Linked DNA regions of Zea mays: region 1 is linked to region 2. The links are chromatin contacts, called in public Hi-C maps. All regions are on one chromosome and are shown on one strand. Each heading gives the region's core, a stretch centred on a gene start, on an enhancer-like site or on the middle of the called end of the contact. The rest is flanking DNA. Distances are from core to core; before and after follow the strand shown.

What was found. A called contact is a pair of places that touch in the nucleus more often than the background predicts.
Region 1: a contact with region 2 is called in a Hi-C map of seedling, with 5 times the contacts expected there. The contact joins the promoter of LOC100384434 here to the promoter of LOC100272866 in region 2. A contact is called at or near these places in 13 of 25 Hi-C or Micro-C datasets (bundle sheath, ear, endosperm and 5 more) and 1 of 3 datasets of contacts at active chromatin or transcription factors (seedling).

What each region holds. Positions count from the first base shown.
Region 1 is chr7:35,156,724-35,163,659 of Zm-B73-REFERENCE-NAM-5.0, reverse strand. LOC100384434 (Calcium-dependent lipid-binding (CaLB domain) family protein) reads right to left here and starts at 1,535. Exons shown (of 11, transcript NM_001176971.1): 1 at 1,234-1,535; 2 at 972-1,073. The coding sequence starts at 1,338.
Region 2 is chr7:34,974,104-34,981,177 of Zm-B73-REFERENCE-NAM-5.0, reverse strand. LOC100272866 (Spermidine synthase 2) reads left to right here and starts at 3,595. Exons shown (of 9, transcript NM_001147319.1): 1 at 3,595-3,928; 2 at 4,107-4,183; 3 at 4,275-4,397; 4 at 5,285-5,389; 5 at 5,832-5,904; 6 at 6,465-6,536; 7 at 6,612-6,807; 8 at 6,886-7,015. The coding sequence starts at 3,769. LOC103633816 reads right to left here and starts at 1,534. Exons shown (of 7, transcript XM_008655492.1): 1 at 1,425-1,534; 2 at 1-169. The coding sequence starts at 1,534.

The DNA.
Region 1 (6,936 bases), core at 286-2,785, 180 kb before region 2:
CATGACTCGTCAATGCATGCCTACCAAGTGTCTGCAGTTTCATCGTCATGTTTCAGTGCTAGTATCATTAAAAAATTGTTTACAAGAGTTACATGGTCAACATGTCAAGTACAAGCTGGCCGGGCCATTAATATATATACAAAGAGCTTCTATCAGCCAAGTTCACATATCTCAGCATGCCAATAATATTGGCAGAGAATATTTTGGGAAGGTATAAGAAGAGTTGATGGTGCAGTTATTTTATTCCGATAAAAATAAAAATCCATAGCAGATGTAGAACATTTGATTTTTTTCTAATGAATATATCATATTTTCCTAGTATTTATGTACCATTATGGATGATGCACAACTTTCCTATCAACTATGCATCTTCAGTCTACCTTTTTGTATACATCGGTGGATAGAATTTAGCAGTTACTATTATGCAATTAGATCTAAAAGAGAGTACTTTAGCTCTGTTTCACCGTTGGGTATGCTGATAGTGCCCCATCCCTATTACAGAATCACGGCACCAGTAGCTGCTGAACCTACCATGCATGTGCATCAAATTGACAGCAGCCACAAATAGTCCCCAAGGTGTTCAAACCAGCACTATTGGCTGCTGTGCTGCAACATATTGCTACCCTAATGCATCAATTGCGCTCAACTCAAGCCCTCCCGGACTCAATATCACATTTGATCCAGTCAACTACAAACTAAGACTTAGATAACCCCACATCTACACAGTTAGCCAAGTGTCTCCACTTGTGCTAAATTTGGCAAGGGTTAGGCTGTCAAAGACTCGCTCTGTGAGACCCCAACTACTGTTAAACTATTCATTCGAACAACTACAGTTAACTTCCTACAGTTTACCACTTGTGAATCCAGGAGTGAGGTCACAAACACGAGACGATAGACATGAAACACCACGCCAGAATGACTGAACTAAAGGCAAGGGGTGCGGACATTTTGGTAGTGGAAGTGCTGCCAACCTGCTCAAACTGCGGGAAGGATATCCACTCCGGGAAGTTATCACCGCACAGCTTCCTGAGGTCGTCCCTGCTGAGAGACCCAAGCACCTTGATATCCGCAGCCTACAGCAAGGAAGAGAGAGACACGCAACGAAACTCAAATCCGACAAAGACCAAGCCTCACAGTTAGTCCTGAATTGAACGATCCAACTCCACGGTGTAGCGAGAACGGGGCGAGGCTTATTACAGTCTGCTCGCAGCGGCACAACCCTAACCAACTCACCTTGGCGATGCGCTTCGTGCTGCGTCGGCGCATGACGCGGCTCCAGCCGGCCATGATGGCGACGCCAACAATGACCCCCATCATCATCCCGGATATCAACCCCATCCTAGCCGCCGCCGGCCAACTTCGCTTAGCCTAGAGGACACCTCGGATTCCTAGCTCATGGAGCGAAGAACGACTGAGATCTGGACGACGCGAAAAGGCGAAGAGAAAGGGGCGTGCGTTTCCGATCGATTTGTGGCTGGGAGAATGGAAAGAGGAGGAAATTGATTGCTTGGTTAGTAACGAGCAGCGTGGTGAGGAGGAATGAGCTGTTGGCTTACTGGAGCGGGGCACACACGGCACTCGTAATCGGCAAGGAGGTCGCTGAGCTGGGAGGGAAGCGGGGTCAACTTCACAGCGATCTGGGCGGAGGGAAAATGGGTTGATTTAGGACAGACCAAAGAGTCGACAGCGGGAGAATAGCACGGGCACGGCGTGTCGTGTCCGCGGCTGTGGGGATCCGGATTCGGAGGGGGCTGGGCCGCTGGGGGCACGTGATCTGGATCTTTTTGCTTTTTGTTTTACTAGCAAGTAATATCTCCTCCTACATAAATCAAATTTCAAAATTATATTGAATTAAACACCTTTATATTAATCATATTTACGAAAAATATAAATGTGATATGCTAATCTACCTAATGTTACTAGTTTAGTTCCGAACGCTCTATTCTATAAATTTAGCTAAACTTAAAATAACTCTAAAAAACATTTTATTTGGGAATGGTGGAAGTATATTTGTATGTGTTTTTTAATGAGATAAAAACGTCAACGCACATTCGTTATAAACGAGAGCATGAATGTTACATCTTATATATCTACTTATGCTTTATTCTTAATTTTTATAATAGATATAAATCATTATGATAACCATGGCAATATGGCATCCATAATATGAGTTAATATACTGATAATACTATGACAATGTCCTATTGAACATGCATATAGTTAAAATGTAATTTTGATAGGTTTTTCTTTCATTTAAAATACAAAATATTAGCCACAAATATGTCATATAACTTTAATTTTTCATATTATCCATACATTGTTACAGTATAAAACAAGTTTTGCAGTTTTTCTTGAGGATTATAAAAATCTATAATTTAAATTTAGTTCTAGTAGACAAGAAGATAGTTGTTGATATGTAAAATTGTCGGCGTTTCGACCCCGGGGGGTCCCTGGACCGACGAGTAAAATTGTCGCTGTGTGTCCCAGTCCAGATGGGTTGGCGCGAGATGGAACACGAAGGGGGGAAAACCGCGGCTCGTGTTATCCTGCGCCAGAGTGGGTGCGCTTGCAGTAGGGGTTACAAGCGTTCGCGATGGAGAGAGGGAGTCCCGCGCGACCACCCCCTCGTATGAGGGCCCTGGCCCTTCCTTTTATAGATGCAAGGAGAGGGTCCAGGTGTACAATAGGGGTGTAGCAATATGCTAACGTGTCCGGCAGAGAGGAGCCAGAGCCCTATGTACATGCCAACGTGGCTGTCGGAGAGGTGCTAGAGCCCTGTGTATGTGGTGTCGTGGCCGTCGGAGGAGCGTTTGAGCCCTATAGAAGCACAGCTGTCGGGGCAGTTGGGACCTTGTTGACGTCTCCTTGCTTCCGTAAGGGGCTGAGAGCCACCGTCGTCATGGACGCACGCGGGGAGCCATCATTACTTGTTACCGGTGCGAGCCTGGATGGGACGCCGGTCTTGTTCCCCCGTAGCCTGAGCTAGCTAGGGGTAGGGTAATGATGTACCCCTTGTGAAAGTCGCCTAGAGGGGGGTGAATAGGGCGAAACTGAAATTCTCAAAAATAATCACAACTACAAGCCGGGTTAGTGTTAGAAATATAATCGAGTCCGCGAGAGAGGGCGCAAAACAAATCGCAAGCGAATAATGAAGTGAGACACGCGGATTTGTTTTACCGAGGTTCGGTTCTCTCAAACCTACTCCCCGTTGAGGAGGCCACAAAGGCCGGGTCTCTTTCAACCCTTACCCTCTCTCAAACGGTCCCTCGGACCGAGTGAGCTTTCTCTTCTCAATCACTTGGAACACAAAGTTCCCACAAGGACCACCACAAGATTGGTGTCTCTTGCCTTAATTACAAGTGAGTTTGATCGCAATGAAGAATCAAGAAAGAAGAAAGCAATCCAAGCGCAAGAGCTCGAAAGAACACAAGCAAATCTCTCTCTCTAATCACTAGGGCGTTGTGTGGAATTTGGAGAGGATTTGATCTCTTTGGTGTGTCTAGAATTGAGTGCTAGAGCTCTTGTAAGTAGTTGGGAAGTGGAAAACTTGGATGCAATGAATGGTGGGTGGTTGGGGGTATTTATAGCCCCAACCACCAAACTAGCCGTTTGGTAAGGCTGTCTGTTCGATGGCGCACCGGACAGTCCGGTGCACACCGGACATGTCCGGTGCGACAGCCACGTCACCAAAACCGTTGGGATTCGACCGTTGGAGCTCTGACTTCTGGGCCCGCCTGGATGTCCGGTGGCGCACCGGACATGTACTGTAGAGTGTCCGGTGCGCCAGCATGGGCGTGCCTGACCTCTGCGCGCGCTGGCGCGCATTTATTGCGTCGCAGGTAGCCGTTGGCGCCTGAAGTAGCCGTTGCCTCGCTGTTGCACCGGACAGTCCGGTGTACACCGGACAGTCCGGTGAATTTTAGCAAAGCAGCTGAAGTGAATTCCCGAGGCTGGCGAGTTCCGGAGGCCGCTCTTCCTTGGAGCACCGGACATGTCCGGTGTACACCGGACAGTCCGGTGAATTATAGCGGAGTTGCCTCTGGAAATTCCCGAAGGTGAGCAGTTCGGAGTGGGAGTCCTCTGGTGCACCGGACATGTCCGGTGGCACACCGGACAGTCCGGTGCGCCAGACCAGAGGTGCCTTCGGTTGTCCCTTTGCTCTTTTGTCGAACCCAATACTTGGTATTTTTATTGGCTAAGTGTGAACCTTTGGCACCTATATAACTTGTACACTAGAGCAAACTAGTTAGTCCAATTATTTGTGTTGGGCAATTCAACCACCAAAATTATTTAGGAACTAGGTGTAAGCCTAATTCCCTTTCAATCTCCCCCTTTTTGGTGATTGATGCCAACACAAATCAAAGCAAATGTAAAAATGCATAATTGAACTAGTTTGCATAATGTGAGTGCAAAGGTTGCTTGGAATTGAGCCAATATAAATACTTACAAGATATGCATGGATCGTTTCTTCGTTTTTAACATTTTGGACCACGCTTGCACCACATGTTTTGTTTTTGCAAATTCTTTTTGTAAATCCTTTTCAAAGTTCTTTTGCAAATAGTCAAAGGTAAATGAATAAGATTTTTGCGAAGCATTTTCAAATTTGAAATTTTCTCCCTTTGTCTTAAAATGCTTTTCCTTTGACTAAACAAAACTCCTCCTCAAATAAATTCTCCTCTTAGTGTTCAAGAGGGTTTTAAGACATCAATTTTGAAAATACTACTTGCTCCCCCTTTAGAACACAAAGAGATACCAATTTGAAATTTACCAATTGAAAATCATTAATTTTTAAAATTAAATTAGGGTGGTGGTGCGGTCCTTTTGCTTTGGGCTCATACTTTCTCCCCCTTTGGCATGAATCGCCAAAAACGGATACTTTGAGTGAGATATAAGCCCTTTCCTAACTATTTTCTCCCCTTTGGTAAATAAAACATATGAGTGAAGATTAAACCAAAGACGGAGAGTGATACGGAGCGACGGCGAAGGATGAGTAGTAGATTGGAGTGGAAGCCTTTGTCTTTGCCGAAGACTCCAATTCCCTTTCAATATACCTATGACTTGGTTTGAAATAGACTTGAAAACACATTAGTCATAGCATATATAAAAGAGATATGATCAAAGGTAAACTTGTGTGCTATGTGTGCAAATTAGCAAAAGAAGTTCCTAGAATCAAGAATATTGAGCTCATGCCTAAGTTTGGTAAAGGATTGTTCATCAAGTGGCTTGGTAAAGATATCGGCTAATTGATCTTTAGTGTTAATGTATGAAATCTCGATATCCCCCTTTTGTTGGTGATCCCTGAGAAAATGATACCGAATGGCTATGTGCTTAGTGCGGCTATGCTCAACGGGATTATCCGCCATGCGGATTGCACTCTCATTATCACATAGAAGAGGAACTTTGGTTAATTTGTAACCATAGTCCCGCAGGGTTTGCCTCATCCAAAGCAATTGCGCGCAACAATGGCCTGCGGCAATATACTCAGCTTCGGCGGTAGAAAGAGCTACCGAATTTTGCTTCTTTGAAGCCCAAGACACCAAGGATCTTCCCAAGAACTGGCAAGTCCCTGATGTGCTCTTCCTATTAATCTTACACCCCGCCCAATCGGCATCTGAATAACCAATCAAATCAAATGTGGATCCCCGAGGGTACCAAAGCCCAAACTTAGGAGTATAAGCCAAATATCTCAAGATTTGTTTTACGGCCGTAAGGTGTGATTCCTTAGGGTCGGATTGGAATCTTGCACACATGCATACGGAAAGCATGATGTCCGGTCGAGATGCACATAAATAAAGCAATGAACCAATCATCGACCGGTATACCTTTTGATCGACAGACTTACCTCCCGTGTCGAGGTCGAGATGCCCATTGGTTCCCATGGGTGTCTTGATGGGCTTGGCATCCTTCATTCCAAACTTGGTTAGAATGTCTTGAGTGTACTTCGTTTGGCTAATGAAGGTGCCCTCTTGGAGTTGCTTGACTTGGAATCCTAGAAAATACTTCAACTCCCCCATCATAGACACCTCGAATTTCTGTGTCATGATCCTACTAAATTCTTCACATGTAGATTCGTTAGTAGACCCAAATATGATATCATCAACATAAATTTGGCATACAAACAAATCATTGTCAAGAGTTTTAGTGAACAACGTAGGATCGGCCTTGCCGACTTTGAAGCCATTAGCAATAAGGAAATCTCTAAGGCATTCATACCATGCTCTTGGGGCTTGCTTTAGCCCATAAAGCGCCTTAGAGAGCCTATAGACATGGTTAGGGTACTCACTATCTTCAAAGCCGGGAGGTTGCTCAACATAGACCTCCTCCTTGATTGGTCCATTGAGAAAGGCACTCTTCACGTCCATTTGGTAGAGCTTGAAGCCATGGTAAGTAGCATAGGCCAATAATATACGAATTGACTCAAGCCTAGATACGGGTGCATAGGTTTCACCAAAATCCAAACCTTCAACTTGTGAATACCCCTTGGCCACGAGTCGAGCTTTGTTCCTTGTCACCACACCATGCTCGTCTTGCTTGTTGCGGAAGACCCACTTGGTTCCTACAACATTTTGATTAGGACGTGGAACTAAATGCCATACCTCGTTCCTCGTGAAGTTGTTGAGCTCCTCTTGCATCGCCATCACCCAATCCGAATCTTGGAGTGCTTCCTCTACCCTGTGTGGCTCAATAGAGGAAACAAAAGAGTAATGCTCACAAAAATGTGCAACCCGAGATCGAGTGGTTACCCCCTTATGAATGTCGCCGAGGATGGTGTCGACGGGGTGATCTCGTTGGATTGCTTGGTGGACTCTTGGGTGTGGCGGCCTTGGTTGTTCACCCTCCTTGTCTTGATCATTTGTATCTCCCCCTTGATCGTTGTCGTCATCTTGAGGAGGCTCATCTCTTTGATCTTCTCCTTCATCAACTTGAGCCTCGTCC
Region 2 (7,074 bases), core at 2,346-4,845:
GGGGAGAGAGAGCACGCACGCGGTCTGCGGGGGCCGGCTGCGGCTCGTGCGGAGGAGGGGGGGCAGGAGGCGGCGGGACGATGTGCGGAGAAGGGGGGCAGGAGGCGGCGGGACGATGGGGTGCTCGCACGGTTGGACGATGGGGGCGGGGCGATGCGTGGGGGTGAGACTGCGCACATCGGACGCATCGGACGGCTGAGAGACTCTAAAGTGTATTGGACGGTTGAGATCGTCGGAAGGCAGAACAAGCAGAGGCAGCCTACCCCTTAGAGCCTTAATAGGTAGTATAGATAGATGAACAATACCATGCATAAAGTGCCTTTAACTAGGTGCTACAGCTTCGCATAGCTCAACCTCCGAAACACCTTGGTGCTATATTGCATCAAGAAGCCAAAGGTATGATTGTGTAATCTTGTTTTGTATGAGAAGGGAAATGAAATGCTATGACACATGAGATGATTTCTCGTATCTTACTTCGTCATACTTTTGTGTATTACATTCGATTACACTCAACCTTCGTTCTTGAATAGTTATCCCAAAGAGATAACAGTTCAAGGACGAAGGCTTCTACTTTTTAAGATTGTGTTGCCTTGTTTTTGATTCATACATCAATGGGAAACAAGTGATGAACATCCTCACCTTCTCAACTCACTGCTATTAAGGGCACCAATTCGATGAATGGTACCACAACCACTAAGTTCATAATAGATAAAGATCCAATTTCATAATTCTTTGGGAAGAATGGTAATGGAGGACGTAGGCAACTGAGAGCTCTCATTAAAAGAAAATGAATAGGAAGCACTTTGCCATCAACATATCTTTTCGCTTGAATACCTTTGTTTTGCAAACATACATAAATTGAGAGCCAAGGCTGGGCGTGCAAGTATTAAGAGTAGGTTGGAGATGCTCTACTAGACAAAAGAGGTGTGAGCGAAGACGTTGATAGTCGAGAAACCCCGTGCAGCGCACGATCACTACAACAACCACAACCCTCATCGTAAGCGGCTGGGGTTATCGAGACTGAGGGTAACATGACGTGCCAGAATAGAACAGAGGTGCTCATCCCCTCACCCGACTCGATGGGTGTGGCTATGGGTGAAGATTTCGACCCACTGGTGCAACTTGCACCTGACCCGAAGTTTTGTGGCTGCGGGTACGAGTTTTTATTTCAACCCGCGGGTGACCCGCACCCGACCCGAAATCAGTTCATTCTTTATTTTGCGCAAAAATGATTAAAATATAATAGTAATTATTTTGAATAAGTATCTTGCAGAATGATTCATATATGGTTTTGTTGGTGCTCATCATGAGAGGGCTTAAAATAATTAGATATAACTTAATTATTGATATTACTTAATCGCTTATAGCTAAATTACTGTTTAAAATGTACACCGGGTAAAACCTGCGTGTGACACGAAACCTACCCGAAACCCGACGTGTTTGGGTGTGGCTTTGGAATTTCACCCAAAGTTTCGATCGCAGGTGGGTTTTGATAAGCTTCACGGATGCGACCGCGGGCGGGTTTTTGCTCCATCTGACTCGAACTCAACCCATTGCCATCCCTAGGAAGGAAGACACAACATCATCCTTGGTCGTTCGGCCGGTCAGCAACAAGCAACACTAGTAGGGGTGTAAAAGACATGGATATTATCCAAGCAACCGATCGTCCGAAGAGGCAAATTATCCAGTTGAATAGTTTTTTCGGATATCCACAACATACCCAAATTTCATATTCAGATCTGGATAGTATAGTTTGGATATCAGATACGAATATGGGATGACTGATATCCGATGGATTTTAGATATCCGAATATCTATTTCGGATAGCTGTGTGCTTGTGTGCGTTTTGACGGGTTTTGAAGAAATAATAATAATAATACACAAATAACCTAAAACTTCATGAAAGTGTACGAATGTGTAACATATGTCCATATATATATTTCTAAAAAATGTTTGAACCATAAAATTCATAATATGCCATCGTTTTTCTATTTCACTTCCACTTGTTACGTGAGTTACATGTGAAATCAATCTAAGACTATCTCCAACAATGAGCTCTAAAGGGTCATGTACTCTAAATTTAGAGGACGAGGACGTCATCTACTCCCTCCAGCAACGTCCTCTAAACGGCCCTCTAAATTTAGAGAACGCTGCTGAATCATTTACATGTAGAGTTTCTCTAAACGGTTCTCTATCTATTTGAATACTTTAAACAACCAGTTTAATAAAACTAAAATATGTACAATACATTTGAGAGTATGATAAATACGTATGTACAAAAATTAAAAAATAAAAAATATCTTTAATATAGGTATTTACATATAGAGGACGTGATTTAGAGGACGTTGTTGGAGAGAAAGTAGATATAGGAGATGAAATCTTTTAGAGAAGACTGTAAATGACGGATATAGATGATGTATATAGAGGACGTTGCTGGAGACAGTCTAAGTATCTAAGTTTCTACATATTCAATACTCCACTTTATCATTTTCATATGGGGACTTGAGGTTATCTTATTATATAATGTTTATTAGTCTTGGTAACTTATTTGTATTTTTTGACGAAGTTAGAATAATTTATGAATTTAATAAATTTAATGATTTTTTTGCGAAACGAAATTGAAATACACAAATAGATTCTGAAATTTATGAAATTTTACGGAGTCACAACATATGTCCACATACAATCCTAAAAAATGTTTGGAACATAAATTCACAAGATGCCAACATTGTTTCCATTTACCTTCCATTTGTTGTGTGAGTTACACGTCAGATGACTCTAAGTATCCATGTTTTAACATAATTAATACTTCACTTTATCATTTTTACGTAGGGACTTAAAGTTACCTTCTTATAGAATATTTATTAGTCTTGGTAAGTTATTTGCAATTTTCTATCGAAACCAGAATATTTTATGAATTTAATTGTATTTTGATGATTTTATGTAGAAAGAAATTAATAATACACTAATAGCCTTACCATTTCATGAAATTTTATAAAGGCACAACATATATCCATATATAATTCTAAAAAATGTTTGGACTCAAGTAGTGGCTAAACGATTACAACAACAATGCTGTGTGAAATGATGTCTTACACAGTATCCGAAAAAAAATCTGTTACCAACGTTATCCATATCCGACTAGTTCCGTATTCGACACACGATTATCCGTATTTGCATCCGAAAATATTCATATATTTGTATATGCATTCGTATTCGAAGTTATTCATATTTAAATTTAAATCCGAATAAAAATATGAATAATATGTTTTCGATGATGATAACATCCCTCCGATCAATACGAGAGACAAACACGTAAATCACGTGGCACGTCAATCAGCCCGGAATCATGGAATCGAATAAAGATAAAATAAATAAAAAGCAGTGCGCAAGTGGGAGGAAGGCGGGGCCGCATCGGCCCATCCCCATACGGCCACACCTGTTCTCGCAGAATATAAAGCATCCGGCACTCGGCCGCAGAGCGGAGGCCCTACCGGACAGTGAGGCGCCGCTTGCCCTCCACATACGGCCGCGGCGAGGAACCCAAAAGGCCAAAACCCTCCCAAAAGCTACTACACAGTACACACACGGAACGGAATCCGGGCATCCGGGAAAGCAGCCCTAATCTCAAGGCCGCGGCTGCGAGCGCTGCTTCCCACCTCCCAACTCCAGAAGTCCTCCCTAGACGCCGCCAGCCGCGCGCACACCCACCGAGAGCTCCTCGGGCTTTCTTTCTCCGTTCCTCCCTCGCGCGCTCAGGGTTTCACGATGGAGGCCGAGGCGGCGGCCAAGAGGGCGCGGGAGGGCGGGGAGGACGCCACCGCGCCGGTGGCGGGGGCCGAGGCGGTGGTCGCCGGTGCTGGCGAGCAGGCGGGAATCTCCGCCGTCATCCCAGGATGGTTCTCCGAGATCAGCCCCATGTGGCCCGGTGCGTCCCCTGTTTTCCGTCCTCTGCTGCGCTGCGCTGCGCATCGTCATGCTCCCCCTGTTCTGTTGAGCGCACTTTTTACTTCGGATATTCTTCTTTAGTCACTGCGGGGTCAGGGTCACGCCAACCACGTGTGTTTGCCCTTGCTCATGGGTCGGTTTCGGTGTCGAAATGGTAGGTGAGGCGCACTCCTTGAAGGTGGAGAAGGTTCTGTTCCAGGGCAAGTCAGACTACCAAAATGTGATGGTTTTTCAGGTAAATTGTTATTGCCTTTTGCTTGCACCCAAGCCACTTCGCAATTCTTCGGTGGGACATGATCCTGTTGCCTTTCTGTTTTGCGTTATAGTCCTCCACGTACGGGAAGGTGCTTGTCCTCGACGGAGTTATTCAGGTGACAGAGAGGGATGAGTGCGCGTACCAAGAGATGATTACTCACCTGCCCCTTTGCTCCATCAAAGACCCCAAGAAGGTATATGAGATGACCCTTTTTGGCTATTTGTACCAGTGTTATTAAAACTACGTTTAAACAACGTTTAAACTACGTTTAAACGTCAAAACTCTAATTAGAGGTTGAAACCGCGTTTTGGCATTTTGGCGTTCTGAACTGTAGAACACAGTGTTTCATGCGTTTTAGACCATTAGATATTTTTGGGCCTAGTCTGTTAGTTACTTTTGGGTCCAATCCGGTTCATGTGTGAAGTTTTGGTAAGCCACTAACCTCTCTGTTTTGGTATTTAACTTCATGTTATTGTCTGAAATTATGATATATTGGTATTTTTCATATGTTGTTTAAAACTACGTTTAAACAAAAGTTTAAACGTTTAAAAGTCAAAACTGAACCCATGAGTGTTTCGACGTTTTATTGTTTTAATAACCTTGATTTGTACCTTGCCTAAGCATCTTTATTGGACTCATACAGTTATTTAGCAGAATGTACCCTTCATTTGTTTTTTATGCCAAAAAAAAAAAACGAACCAAAACTGCAATTAGTAGCTTATAATATTATTGCTGAGAAAATTTGAAATACTTGCTGGCATCATATCTAACGATAATAGCATACATGCTATGGTACATTTAGCATTAAAAGGTGTACTCCGATGCTATTTGCATCAATTTAAACATCTTTAAGAATAGGTCATTGGTTACTTCATACAGTTTTGACTTATAATTTGTTTGAACTTGTAATGCCTGAAGAAACATGCAGCAAAATTTATTAGGATGCAATTGCACTGCCAAGTTTATTAATTAGGTGAATTTAGGTATTTGTACTTTTCAAAATGATGAATATGTATACAGATGAATGTCTAGTTTCTAAAATTTATTGGATGTAACGTTAAATTGTTTCATGATGCACAGGTGTTGGTTATTGGAGGGGGGGATGGTGGTGTTTTGCGTGAGGTTTCACGGCATATCTCTGTGGAGCAGATTGACATCTGTGAAATTGATAAGATGGTGGTAGATGTAAGATCTCTCTTCCTGTATTCGGACAATACTATGCAGTGACCACTGGTATTATGTTTTATTTAGTAACTGATGCATTTCAGTGGTTGTGTATTAAGGGCTTTTAGATGTTTGAGAGCATTTGCTTTCTTTTAGACTTGTATGAACGCCAATAGTTTGGTTTACATGTCTTCATCTACCTTCAAGTTTAGGTCTACAATTGATTTTACTAATATCACTTGATTTTTCGACTGTGATGTTAGCTGCTCCTGCTATGCCTTATTCAATTTCTAAAATTCATTCATTTTCGTATTTTGATACTACTACATTTTGTGTTAGTAATCTGTGCTATTCTTTCTCTGACCCCTGAAATAATACTATGTGCTGTCTTAACAGTTATATAACCTTTTCAATGGTTTGTCTCTTGTGTACTTTTTTTTAAATTGTCTGTTCCATTGTGCAGGTCTCCAAGCAATTTTTCCCTCATCTAGCTGTTGGATTTGAAGACCCTCGTGTGTCATTACACATTGGAGATGGTTAGTACCGTGTTTCTCTGCTTGCCAAGTTTTTTGTTTTGTTTTGCATAATATTTGTTTGTAGGCAACATCTGAGCCTTATTTGCCCCTGATTCAAATGTAGCTTGAACTTTATTACAATCAATACATATAGGATATACAACTTCTGGTTTCAGCACTTCAACTTGTGTTGATATCTTTAGTTGGGTTTGTGTCTGATCCAGGTTAATTCTTGTTAGACTTTTGACTGCATTATTATTCTATATTTATTTATTTCGAATGACATAATTCTATATTTGTTTATTATTTGGTCCATAACTAAATTGGTGTATGCTATATTTTGAAGTTCCCCTGATAGCGCCTGGGCCTGGCCCCTGCTTTTCATTTCCACTGTTCCAGCTTGATATTCCTTCATAGTTTTTGTCATGTCCCTTCCTTCTGATATAATTTTAAAAGTTCAACATTGAATTTTTAATGGCCCGCTTCATTATTTGATGGATGTTTATGTTATGTATTTGATCAATAGTTCTGTGCTACATATTTATGTGATGCTTAAAATCTCCATTGATATGTTGATGCAGGGGTTGCCTTCTTGAAAAATGCTCCAGAGGGTACATATGATGCAGTAATTGTGGATTCTTCTGATCCGATAGGTAACTGTTGTTAATCGTGTGTTTGTTACCTAGCTCTGCCGTTAATGTTTGATCAACATCTGCCTGCATAACCAGGTCCTGCTCAGGAGCTTTTTGAGAAGCCTTTCTTCCAGTCGGTGGCCAGAGCTTTGCGTCCAGGTGGAGTTGTATGCACCCAGGCAGAGAGCATATGGCTACATATGCACATCATTGAAGATATTTTCGTCAATTGCCGCCAAGTTTTCAAAGGCTCAGTTAACTATGCTTGGACAACAGTACCTACATACCCTAGGTATGCACAACGAATCCAGTGTACCATATTGTGCCAGTTTCTCTATTTATCCACTGGGTTGATATGCTTCCATTGCAGCGGAGTTATTGGGTTCATGCTTTGCTCCACCGAAGGGCCTGCTGTTGATTTCCAGCACCCTGTTTTCAACATCGAGGAGGATGAACATTCTACGAAATCAAAAGGACCCCTTAAGTTCTACAACTCGGAGGTGTGTATTTTTGCTGATTTCACCGCCTTTGCATTAGAACTCAAGCTGTTTCCTGATTC